Linked DNA regions of Mus musculus: regions 1, 2 and 4 are each linked to region 3. Evidence: chromatin contacts called from public HiChIP or PLAC-seq and promoter capture Hi-C data. All regions are on one chromosome and are shown on one strand. Each heading gives the region's core, a stretch centred on a gene start, on an enhancer-like site or on the middle of the called end of the contact. The rest is flanking DNA. Distances are from core to core; before and after follow the strand shown.

Region 1 (2,987 bases), core at 101-2,600, 1.6 Mb before region 3:
TAGGGGTGTCCTTATGCCCAGATCTCTCTCTCTCTCTGAATACTCTCTCTGTATGTACACCTGCATGCCAGAAGAGGGCATCAGATCCAATTATAGTTGGAGGTGAGTTACTGGCCAGTGCTTTTAACCACTGAACCATCCCTCCAGTTTCCGTTGTTGGTCCTCTTTTAAGTCACCTACGTTGTGACACTCTGTCGTGGGAATCTAGAAGACACAAACAGCCTCAGATGTTCATTGACCCCTGCACACCCCACTTCACCCACCACATACCTGGGGATCCCTGAAAAAGTAGCATTTTATAGTGGTTTGGTCATCCTTCCTTCCTTTCTTTCTTTCTTTCTTTCTTTCTTTCTTTCTTTCTTTCTTTCTTTCTTTCTTTCTTTCTTTCTTTCTTTCTAGATTTATTTATTTATTTATTTATTTATTTATTTATTTTACATATGTGAGTACACTGTTGCTCTCTTCAGAGAAACACACCAGAAGAGGGCGTCAGATCTCATTACAGATGGTTGTGAGCCACCATGCGATTGCTGGGAATTGAACTCAGGACCTCTGGAAGAGCAGTCAGTGCTCTTAACCGCTGGGCCATCTCTCCAGCCCTGGTCTTCATTTCTTAACAAAAATTCTTTTTGCCAGGAGAGTGGGCTGAGTTGAGAGAGGATTCTCTGTATAGCCCTAGCTGTCCTGGAACTCGCTCTGTAGACCAGGCTAGCCTTGAACTCAGAGAGCCACCTGCCTCTACCTTCCCAGTGCTTGGACTAAAGGTGTGCACTCTCACTGCCTGGCTATCGACAATTATTTTTCCAGGGGTAGTGCACACAACTTTAATTCCATCATTGGGGAGTCTGACGCCAGAGGATCAGGAGGAGGTTAGGGTCACCCTTGGGTACATAGTGAGTTCCAGGCCAACCTGGGCTACATGAGATTCTGTCTCAAAAACAAAACAAAAATTATTAAGGGAGAGATTTGGAGGTAGGGGCCGCAGGTGGTCTTTAAAATAAACAGGTGAGCAGGAACTCACTGGGAGCTCTGGGGACTGAGCCCCAGAGGAGAGCCCAGCTTGTGCAAGAGCCCTGAGGCAGGGTGGACCCTGAGGTAGGGCAAGGAAGGAGGCACGCGAGGCCAGATAGACAGAGGGACAAGGCACGGAGTTCACAGACAGGGTCGGGGGCTGCGGGAAGACCGCTGACATGGACGGTGGGCTGTGTGCGGAGCGGAGGAGGGAGAAGGGGAGGACGGGCGGGGCTCCCCGGGAGGCCAAGACTGGACGCAGCACCCACAGCCCGGGGCCTCCCCCTGTTGTTCGCGAGTCCCGGGGGAGGGCGCGGCTGGCCCCGGCGGGCGGTTTCACCTTCCCCCGGGCGGCTCGGGTTCCCGGATCCGCTTACGCCCGGCTCCGCTGTCGCGGGACCTCCGGCGGGAGGCTCAGGACGCGGCGGACCCCACGCACCATGGACAGTGCTGCGCCCCGCGAGCCCGGGGCCACCGAGCCCCCCGCCCGCGCGCGCCCGCGCCTAGTGTTCCGCACGCAGCTGGCGCACGGCAGTCCGACCGGCAGGATCGAGGGCTTCACCAATGTCCGCGAGCTTTACGCCAAGATCGCCGAGGCCTTCGGCATCGCTCCTACCGAGGTGAGGGTGGACCGCGGACACCACCCAGGATCCTGTCTGCACTCCACGCGAAAGACAGGATCAGACCCTGGGAGTGGGGTTCCCATAGCCGCCGAGGACCCGACCCAGGTGTCAGGAGCCCATGAATGGCTAATGGGTGGCAATCAGCTCAGTGGGTAGAGCAGTCACCTAGGGTTTGGAAAGCCAGTTTCCATCCCCGACACAGGATAAAGCAGGTGTAGTGATGTAAAGTCTGTTATTCCGATTCTGGGAAGGTGGAGGCAGGAGGATTGAGAGTTAAGCTGGTCATCCTCAGATACATAGGAAACTAGAGGGTCAGCCTGAGCTACATGAGGCCTTATATAAAATAAAATCACTTTTAATTTTTTTCAACTCAATTATTTCTACTATTCCCTTTCAGTTGTTTGTTTTCTTTCTTTTAATTTTGTTTTTCTAAGACAGGCAGTCTCATCATGTAGCCCTGGCCGGTCTGGAACTAGCTCTGTAGACCAGTCTGATTTCAAATTCACAGAAATCTACCTGCTGCAGCCTCTAGAGAGCTGGGATTAAAGGTGTGGGCCACCCACTTAGTGTGGGTTTGATTTATTATATGTAGGGGCACCAGAGTGGGCACCACGGTGGAGGTTGGGCAACAGTTTGCAAGGGGTTAGTACTCTCCTTCCACATGCAGCCCTTGAGAATCAAACAGGTTCAGGACTTGGCAGACTGGCCACAAGCCCCTCCCACTCCCTCCCTCCCTCCTGACTCCAGCCTTCTTGTCCATTTTCTTTTCTTTTCTTTTTTTAAAGATTTAGTTATTTATTATACGTAAGGACACTGTGTAGCTGTCTCAGACACTTTAGAAGAGGGCATCAGATCTTGTTACAGATGGTTGTGAGCCACCATGTGGTTGCTGGGATTTGAACTCAGGACCTTCAGAAAAGCAGATGGTGCTCTTAACCGCTGAGCTCTAGCCCTCTTGTCCGTTTTCATTCCATTGCTTGTTCGTCTAATTAAGATAATATTTCGCTTTGTAGCTCAGGCTGGCCTGAAATTCATTCTGTAACCCAAGCTGGCTTCTAACTTCCAGCATTTCCCTTGCCTTGGCTTCCCGACTTCTGGGCTTACACTCCCGATTCAGGATGCTTGGCTTTTTTATTTTTTATTTTTGGGAAGCCTGAGACTCTCAGTCATCCTTCTGCCTCAGCTTCCTAAGTTCCTGCTTAGGAACAGACAGACCTAAAGCACACCCACAGTCTTGCCAGCCCACTTGGTCACCGGTGAGCAGTTAGAGGCTGGGGGCAGCTGCTGTTTCCTGCGGGCCACGGGTGCATCTGGCCTCCAGGGGGCGCCCGCAGAAGGATGTGCACAGAATCG
Region 2 (2,888 bases), core at 273-2,772, 1.5 Mb before region 3:
TGGAGAGTCGATGAGGTTGATGAGGAAGCCCGAGCCATCCTTGCTCTGCTTAATGAAGTTCAGGTCGTTCTCAGAGAGCTCGTAGAAGAGGGAGATGGCGCTACGGAGAGGAAGAGGTCAACAGTCCATTCAGCATCTGACCAAGGCAGGCTAGGCAGCACACACAAGCATGTCACAGAGAGGACCCTAAACACGCCACTATTTGTCCACTGGCAGCAAACACACCCGAGTGACACCCAGAGCACAACCCCTCGGGGCTGTCCCCTCACTCACGTGGATTTGATTGTGATGCAGCGCTCCTGCTCATCCTTGCGAGTGTCAGTGAAGCGCGTCTCCCCAGCTCGGGCAGAGGCAATGATGCCAGCCTTGCACACAAGGGAGTCGGTCAGCGTGGACTTGCCGTGGTCCACATGGGCGATGACTGACATGTTCCGGATGTTGGCTTTCTTGTCCATGATGGCACGGATCTGATCTACTGTGAAGTTCACCTGTGGTGGGGGGATGGGCAGCCAGGCTGATTCTGGGAACCCAACTTGGCAGGCATCGGTGGGTCAATAGCACCCCACAGCAGGGGCAGGAACCAGATGTCGGCCCAAGATTGGAGCTGAGCTCACAGTGTGACTCAAACGTACAACCCAGGACCTCTGAAATAAGCATCAAAAGTTCACAGATGTGTCCACAGCTCTAAACAAACGCCGAAACCGACAACTGCGACACTTAAGAGCAAGCCTGTGCTAGAAGACCCTATCTTGAGGCTCAAGTCACATAACCTCAGCACAAGAATTCAAAGCCAAGGTGCACGGCCACCTCGGCACTGCAAAGATGCCGGATTGATTGGGACCAAAGCACGAAAAAACCTCCTCTGCTACACACACCTCTTCCCCAAACCACTGGGTGCTGTGCGCCAAGGTCAAAGCCCGGATCAAAGGCCACAATGCGCCACTAGGCCCAGTGAGCCACTTTCTTAGATTATGGGGACCGGTGCTCACGTGTGAACTCAGATAGAAAACAGAGACGGGGGCTACCGGAAAGGGCCCGGAAGGCGTTCAGCCCACTGGAGGTGTCCAAGGAAGCCAGCCCTACAGGCTGTCACCTCCCGAGGACACCCTCCGCCCGTCACCAGGGGCGCGGGGACGGCGCTTTGCCCGCTGCCACATCACCAAGCACAACCCCTCCCGCAGTCACCCCGGCGGCCGCGGGGAGTTGAAGGACTTCAAGAAAACACCCCGACCTCGGCAGTTGACACTCCCAAGGCCCTCAGGGACGCGCAGATATGGCGCCGCGGCCCGACCACGTCCTGCCGCCCGGGCCAGGGCAGCCATGTCTCTTCCTCCCGTCCCTCTCAGCGTCCCGCTACAGCCACGTCCCGCTGCCCCAGAGATTCGTCTCGGTCCCCGAGTCTAGCGGAGCCGAGGAGACTCACCATGGTGGCGGATGGCGACGGATTCTCAGAGTCAGAGGTGAACAGGGAAGCGCGCCGACGATGGCGGCGGCTGCGGCGGAAGAGACCGCTGACGTCAACGCCCGGCCTTTTATAGGTCGACGCCGGTTGGGTGCGTCACGTGACGGCGCCGGGTGCTCGTCCGGCCGGGTTGGCTAGGAGCCAGCTGTGGACGGGTCTGCGCATGCACAGAGCGCGGTCTTTGGGACTTAACACTTGAACTGCCGTGGGAGTGGCTGCGGCGCGGCCGGGGCGTGGCTAGCTCAGTCTCTGGACCCTGGGCCAAGATCCACGGATGGGTTTTTAAACATAGATTCCTCAGAACACAGTTGCTTACAACATGATTCTTGAAAACCTTGTAGGTCAATAGGAAAAAGACTTTGAAATTCGGACCGGTCAGTGGGTTGTGCCAAAGTTCAATTTCCTGGGTTTGAGACTGTTATGTAATTTGACACCTCTGGGAAAAGCTGGAGAAAGGGACCCTTGAGGCCACAGATTTATTTCTGCAAAACCTTGCTTGTATTTTTATTACACTTTTTCGTTTGTTTGTTTTGGAAACAAGGTCTTTGGATGCAGCCCAGGACCGCACCAAATCATGAAGATCTGCCTTAATCTACTGCGTCAGTGCTCGGACTAAAAGACTGTGCCAACACACCACGCTCTCATGAAACTTTTTTTGTCCGGAGACAGGATCTCGATAGAACAGGCTGGCCCTCAACTGGGTTGGCTGTAGAGGTTGTCCTTGAATTCCTGATCCTCCTGCGGGCAAAAATGCAACAATTATGATAAAACCAAAACAAAAGGCAGACAGTAGTGGTGCACGCCTTTAATCCCAGCATTTAGAAGGCAAAGACAGGAGATCTTTGTTCAAGGCTAACCTGGTCTACAGAGTGAGTTCCATGACAGACAAGGCTAAATCAAGAAACCCTATCTTAAAAACAAACAAAAAGGCGGGGCGTTGGTGGTGCATGCCTTTAATCCCAGCAGAGACAGAGGCAGGCCAATTTCTGAGTTCGAGGCCAGGCTGGTCTACAGAGTGAGTTCCAGGACAGCCAGGGCTACACAGAGAAACCCTGTCTCAAAAAAAAAAAAAAAAAAAAAAAAAAAAAAAAAAAAAACGAAACAAAACAAAAAAACAACAAAAAAGATAGATAGATCAGCACGTGGAGCTAGGCGGGTGGCAGCCAGCTGTCATTCCAGGACTTGGCAGATGGAGGCAGGGTCTGATCTCTGCAGGGAGATCAGGAATTCAAGGCCATCCTTCCTTAACTTACACAGTGAATTCTAATGACATCCTGGGCTACAGGAGACCTTGTTTCAAAAACAAAACATTGCCAAACCTGTCCTTTCTTGGATTTTGTCACTTGTCTCCTAAATTTTTGCACATTTAGACAAGGTTTCATTCAGTAGCCCATAACTCGTAGCCTTGGCTCCAGCCACTATCTGA
Region 3 (2,827 bases), core at 67-2,566:
ACTCTAGTCCCCCTAGTGACCCCAAACCTTGGAGACAGCCTTTGTAGGAAAGTCTATTTCGCATCCTCCCCTTGCCCAGATGGTAACACTAAAGTAACAGACCTCTCTAACTCCATGCCCTCCTAAATTAGGGACTGTGACCCTCACTCTGTTCCCTGAGTGGGGACACCAAGACTGCAGTTCCTTCGACTCCCAGGTCTTCCAAATTTGGGATCTCCCCAAGGTGGCAGCTTCTTTAGTCCCCAGATCTCTCCAATCCTGGAGGAAGCCACCTGCAACACTGCTGTCCCTCACCCCAGGTCCCACAAACCTCTCTCAGATGTCCTGCCAGATGTCCCTCTGGCCCATGGTTACTTTCCAGCCCTGTCTCTCAGGTGTGGAACCCTCAACGTGCTGACTTCTTTTATCTTCACTCTCCCAGGCCCCAACACCAGGAGGAGGTAAATTACTAGGGTTCCGTTCCAGCCCTGGTACGCAGGTGGAGACACCAAGATGGTCCAGACAGCTCCCTGGCCACGGACGCCCTCACTCACGTTGGAGATGTTGCCCCAGAGCCTTACTGTCTTCCAGCGTCAGGGTCACCTCTTCCCACACCTTCCCTAACTCCCCAAAACCTAAGCCAATTATAGTCATTGTTGTATCCCCAAACCTTCAGGGTCACGTCCCAGCCCTATTCCGGGAGCTGGGACAGTTAGGGAAGCGGCTCCTTCCATCTCCAGCTGACCAAAATCTGGGGTCATCCCATTCACTTCTGTAATCCAAATCCATCCAAATTACCTTCCAGCCCATGTCCTGGTGGGGACCACCACAAGGTGGCGGCTCCTTCCACCTCCGGTTCCCACAACCTTAGGACGTCTCCCCCAGAGTCCTAACCTTTGATTTGTCTCTCCAGGGCCTCATCTCTAAGATCACTCCCCTCCACCTCGATGCCCAGTCGAGGCTAGGTTCAACTCGAGGGTCACCCACAGCCACTGTTACTCCTCCACAATCTCCAAGCCTCGAGCCCGAGTAGGGAACCACCGAGTCCCCGAAATCGGAGGCTCACCTTAAGTCCGTGACCCCAGCCCGGTCCCAGCACCCCGCTCTTACCCGCCGCGCAGGCGCCTTGGCCGCTCAAGAGCGTGAAGGCCAGCGCCAGCAGCAGCGCCGCCGCCATGTCGCCTCGTCCAGGAGCTGCCCCACTGCGGCTCTATAAGAAGGGCGGGGCGCGCGCACGCAGGCACGCACGTACGCACGCACGCGGCGTCGCAGGGCGGGGCGCCAGGCACACAGGGAGTAGGCACGTACCCAGCGTCCGCCGCTCCCGCTCGCGCTACAGGAGCGGAGCGGGTGGAGAAGCGTTGGCACGTGACCACACAGGCCACACCCTCGAGGGGGTGGGGCCTGGAGCCTGGACTGCCCTTGAGCTCGCGCGCGCGCGCTCTCGCCTCGCTCGTGCTCTCCCTCTCTCCCCCCCTCCCTTACCCCCAATCTTTCCCCTCCCCTCTCCTTTCTCCCCTATCCCCGCTCTTCTCTACCCCCTCTCTCTCCTCTGTCTCTTTTTGAGACAGGGTTTCTCTGTGTAGCCCTGGCTGTCTTGAAACTTACTCTGTAGACCAAGCTGACCTCGAACTCAAACATCCACCTGCCTCTGCCTTTGGATGGAGTGCTGGGGTAAATGCCTGACCCACGATGCTCGGCTGTCCTTTTCAAAAACAAACAAACAAACAAACAAACAAACAAACAAACAAACCAAAACAAAAAAACCCTTACATTTCAGCCTGTTGGTGGTGGCACATGCCTTTTATATCCCAGCACTCGGGAGACACAAAGCAGGTGGACAGCCTAATCTATAGAGTGTGTACCACCAGGACAGCCAGAGCTGCAAGAGAAACCCTGTATCAAAAAACCAAAACCGAATAAAACCAAACCAATCAAAAACAAATTATATTTGAAGGTCGTGCACTGTGGCGCAGGCTTCTAACCCCAACATCGGGAGGCAGAGGCGAGGCAGGCATCTGAGTTTTGAGGACAGCTTGGGCTCTAGCTACGTAGCCAGTTCTAGACTAAGTTGTAAGGTCCTATCTCAAAAATGTATTTATTTGTGCTCGCTTCGGCAGCACATATACTAAAATTGGAACGATACAGAGAAGATTAGCATGGCCCCTGCGCAAGGATGACACGAAAATTCGTGAAGCCTTTAATATTAAAAAAAAAAAAAAAAAAAAAAAGGGGCTGGTGAGATGGCTCAGTGGGTAAGAGCACCCAACTGCTCTTCCAAAGGTCTGGAGTTCAAATCCCAGCAACCACATGGTGGCTCACAACCATCCGTAACGAGATCTGATGCCCTCTTCTGGTGTGTCTGAAGACAGCTACAGTGTACTTACATATAATAAATAAATAAATCTTTAAAAAAAAAAAGTATTTATTTGGGTGCTAGAGAGATGACTCAGTGACTAAGAGCACCGACTGCTCTTCCAGAGGTCCTGAGTTCAGTTCCCAGCAACCACATGGTGGCTCACAGCCATCTGTAATGGGATCTGACGCCCATTACAGATGAGGTTCTGGTGTGTCTGAAGAGAGCAACAGTGTACTCACATAAATAAAATAATTTGTGTGTGTGTGTGTGTGTGTGAGTGTGTGTGTGTGTGTGTGTGTGTGTGTGTGTGTGTGTGTGTTTTCCAGACAGAGTTTCTCTGTGTAGCCCTGGCTGTCCTAGAACTCACTCTGTAGACCAGGCTGGCCTCCAACTCAGAAATCTGCTTGCCTCTGCCTCTCAAGTGCTGAGTTTAAAGGTGTGCACCACCCTGCCTGGAATAACTTTTTTTTAAGTATTTATTTATTTATT
Region 4 (2,859 bases), core at 203-2,702, 1.1 Mb before region 3:
CAAGACAGGCCTCACAGGCAGTGTCATCTCAGCACTGTGGCCCATCCCACTCCATGCTGCCAATCCTCCCTTCACACCAGGTCACTCGCTCCTTCCTACCCTCTGGTCAGCAGCTACCAGTGACCCCAAAGTTCTACCTCACTAACTACTCATGCTCTAGAGTCAGACAACCCCAAGTCTCCTCTCTTCCCTACTGCCACTCTATAGGTGTCTGCACAGCCTATATCCAAAGTTCCTACCACCTATATCGACGCCCTTCCCAAACCAGTCCCCATTCTGAACCCTTCAAGTGATACCCTCCATCCCACCCACTGCAGACTTTTAACTGCCAAGTGGACCAGGGATTAAGGTCACCTCACATCATACTCACCACACCACACCACCTCCATGTCCTCCAACATAGCTCTGTGAGCCCCCAAGCCTGACCACTTCCAAGGTCCTAATTCTGACCCAAATCCCTCCAAAGTATTAGAGCCCTCAACACGCAATCACTAAATCCAACCTAAACCTCATCCCAGCTTCCCCACCTGTGACTTCCTAAACCGACACAAGCTTCTTTCTCAACACCCCAAATCTGATCCCATACTCTCCCACCAAGAAATGAGTCCTCAACATGTACCCAAGAATATAATAGGATTCCTCCCCAACAGCACCCAAAATCCCAGTATTCTGCAAAGAACTCCAAACACCGGGACGAGCCCCACCTCTACATAGCATACGATTTATTACCCAAACGCCCTACAGGTAACCACAAACACTTCGCCACCTGACATTAGAACTAGCTCACATATCCGAGAGGCAGACCCCAAATTCGAGTCTCCAATCTCTTCTCAGATCCCTCCCCAAATCTTAGGCTCAACTCACAACCCCCGAATCCGATTCGAACCCAAAATCGAATCCTACATTTTCGCGAAATGTTCCCGGTCCTCCAATCAAACCAAACCCTATTCCTCAACCTGAGACTCCCTAATTCCACTCGAATCCCAAATCCGAGTCCGCGACCCGCTCCACAGGCCCCGCCCCGCCCCGCCCCGCCCCCTGCGCGATTGTGGCCGCCACAAAGGGGCGGATCTCGCGCTGCCGAGACTTATCTGGCGCCGGAGGCCGACCCCGCTCCGGGCCTGCGCGTCCTGCGCTGCCCTCTGGGGCCTACGCGGACGCTGTTTCTGGAAGGTTCGCGGCGGCGGGGGCAGGGCTCTCACCTCTCGCTGCTGCAGCCGCCGCGGCTGTGCTGACTAAGAAGCGGCATGGTGCGGCTGGCGTGAAGCGTGGCGCTGCGTTTGTCCCCTTCCTTCTCTCTGGCGAAGCAGTGGCTGTTGAGGATCCGCTGCAGGGAGGATTTCACCATCCGGCCGCTGGGGTCCGAAACCAGCAAAAACCTCCGCTGCACTTCCCGCGCCGCCGCCGCTGCTCGCCGTTCGCAAAATGGCGCCGGCGCCGACGCCCACTTTTATATGCGTCGTCACGGCAGGCCACGCCCCCACACGCAGGCGTAAACGCAGCAGTGTGAGGCGACGGAGGAACGGGGTGGGGCCACAGTGGCAGCCCAAGGAAAAACCAAATGCGTCCCACCTACTCCGGCTTCTGATTGGCGAGAGTAAAAAGACAGACAGAAGGTTTCCGTTGATGATTAGTTGGCGATAGGAGAATCCCGGCCCCGCGTGTTTGCGTCACTCTGTGGGAGGGAAGACAGAAAAGCCAGACGCGTCCCGCCCCTACAAGGCTCTGATCGGTCAATGTAGAAAAACGGACGTATTGGCCCCTTTGAGGATTGGTTGGAGTTCTGACAAGCCCGCCCTCGAGGCTTTATGACGTGAGGCGGAGGCGGGGCTTCTGTAGTCGCCTCCAGGACGTAAACCCCCATCTAGCCCAGGCCTCAAGGCTAGGACTCTGCGCCTCCTCTAGTACCTGTGGCCCTTCAGTTTTGTCATCTGTCATCCTTTCCATCTTAACCATTATGGTCCCACTCATGGGACGCCCCGCTCCGGGAAGACTGTCAGGACATAACTGTCAAGGGTACCTGAGGCTGACCTAGGCGGTTTGCTTGGTGCCCATCCCCCACGCGGCAAAATTATTCTAATGACCTTGTAATAATGGGTAATAGATTGGGACTCTTTGTTTTAAAAGCAACTTGCTATTTAAAAGAAAATCTGTCAAAAGTTAAGTATCCCAATCTAGAGAAGTATTTTATGTCAAATTGGAATTTAAACAACTTTTCTCATAGACTCAGCTTGAAGGTTTCCTTCATCCCAACCCCCCCTCCCCCGCCGCCGCCGCTTTTTTGTTGTTGTATTTTGATTTTTGTTTTTTGAGACAGGGTTTCTCTGTTTGCCTGCCTCTGCCTCCCAAGTGCTGGGATCAAAGGCGTGCGCCATCACTGCCCTGCTTACAATTTATTCTTAAAGAATTTCGTATTCTTTTTCTCTTTATGGGTTTTTTGTTGTTGTTGTTTTGTTTTGTTTTGTATGTTTTGTTTTTGAGACAGGGCTTTTCTGTGTAGCCCTGGATGTCCTGGAACTTACTCTATAAACTAAGCTACCCTCAAACTCAGAGATCTGCCTGACTCTGCCAGCTGAGTGTTGGGATTAAAGGCCTGTGGCACCACACCCTGCTCTTTCTCTCTCTCTCTCTCTCTCTCTCTCTCTCTCTCTCTCTCTCTCTCTCTCTCTCTCTCTCTCTCTCTCTCTCTCTCTCAAGATTTACTTATTTTATTTATATGAGTACACTGTTGTTGTTTCTGGTCTTCAGACACAGACCAGAAGAGGGTGTGAGATCCCATTATAGATGGTTGTGAGCCACCACGTGGTTGCTGGAAATTGAACTCAGGACCTTTGGAAGAGCAGTCAGTACTCTTAATCT

The links. Promoter capture Hi-C pulls out the DNA fragments that hold promoters and counts their contacts. HiChIP or PLAC-seq counts read pairs in DNA pulled down with a chosen protein or histone mark. Capture Hi-C pulls out chosen DNA fragments and counts their contacts.
Region 1: a contact with region 3 is called in an HNF4G HiChIP or PLAC-seq map of pancreatic cancer cells. The contact joins the promoter of Gipc3 here to the promoter of Bsg in region 3. A contact is called at or near these places in 1 of 39 promoter capture datasets (second pharyngeal arch cranial neural crest) and 1 of 115 datasets of contacts at active chromatin or transcription factors (pancreatic cancer cells).
Region 2: a promoter capture Hi-C map of liver shows a contact between it and region 3, with 2.3 times the contacts expected there. The contact joins the promoter of Eef2 here to the promoter of Bsg in region 3. A contact is called at or near these places in 2 of 39 promoter capture datasets (hippocampal neurons and pre-B cells), 1 of 484 Hi-C or Micro-C datasets (B cells), 2 of 115 datasets of contacts at active chromatin or transcription factors (astrocytes and large pre-B cells) and 1 of 9 other capture datasets (liver).
Region 4: a promoter capture Hi-C map of pre-B cells shows a contact between it and region 3, with 4 times the contacts expected there. The contact joins the promoter of Oaz1 here to the promoter of Bsg in region 3. A contact is called at or near these places in 3 of 39 promoter capture datasets (liver, neutrophils and pre-B cells).

Annotation. Positions count from the first base shown.
Region 1 is chr10:81,341,722-81,344,708 of GRCm38.p6, reverse strand. It overlaps Gipc3 (GIPC PDZ domain containing family, member 3), which reads left to right and starts at 1,350. Exons shown (of 6, transcript NM_148951.2): 1 at 1,350-1,631. The coding sequence starts at 1,452.
Region 2 is chr10:81,175,265-81,178,152 of GRCm38.p6, reverse strand. It overlaps Eef2 (eukaryotic translation elongation factor 2), which reads right to left and starts at 1,522. Exons shown (of 14, transcript NM_007907.2): 1 at 1,424-1,522; 2 at 274-488; 3 at 1-100. The coding sequence starts at 1,426.
Region 3 is chr10:79,702,847-79,705,673 of GRCm38.p6, reverse strand. Bsg (basigin) reads right to left here and starts at 1,316. Exons shown (of 8, transcript NM_009768.2): 1 at 1,090-1,316. The coding sequence starts at 1,156. Gm25794 (a small nuclear RNA gene) reads left to right here and starts at 2,084; the gene lies at 2,084-2,190.
Region 4 is chr10:80,825,249-80,828,107 of GRCm38.p6, reverse strand. Oaz1 (ornithine decarboxylase antizyme 1) reads right to left here and starts at 1,452. Exons shown (of 5, transcript NM_008753.4): 1 at 1,203-1,452. The coding sequence starts at 1,348.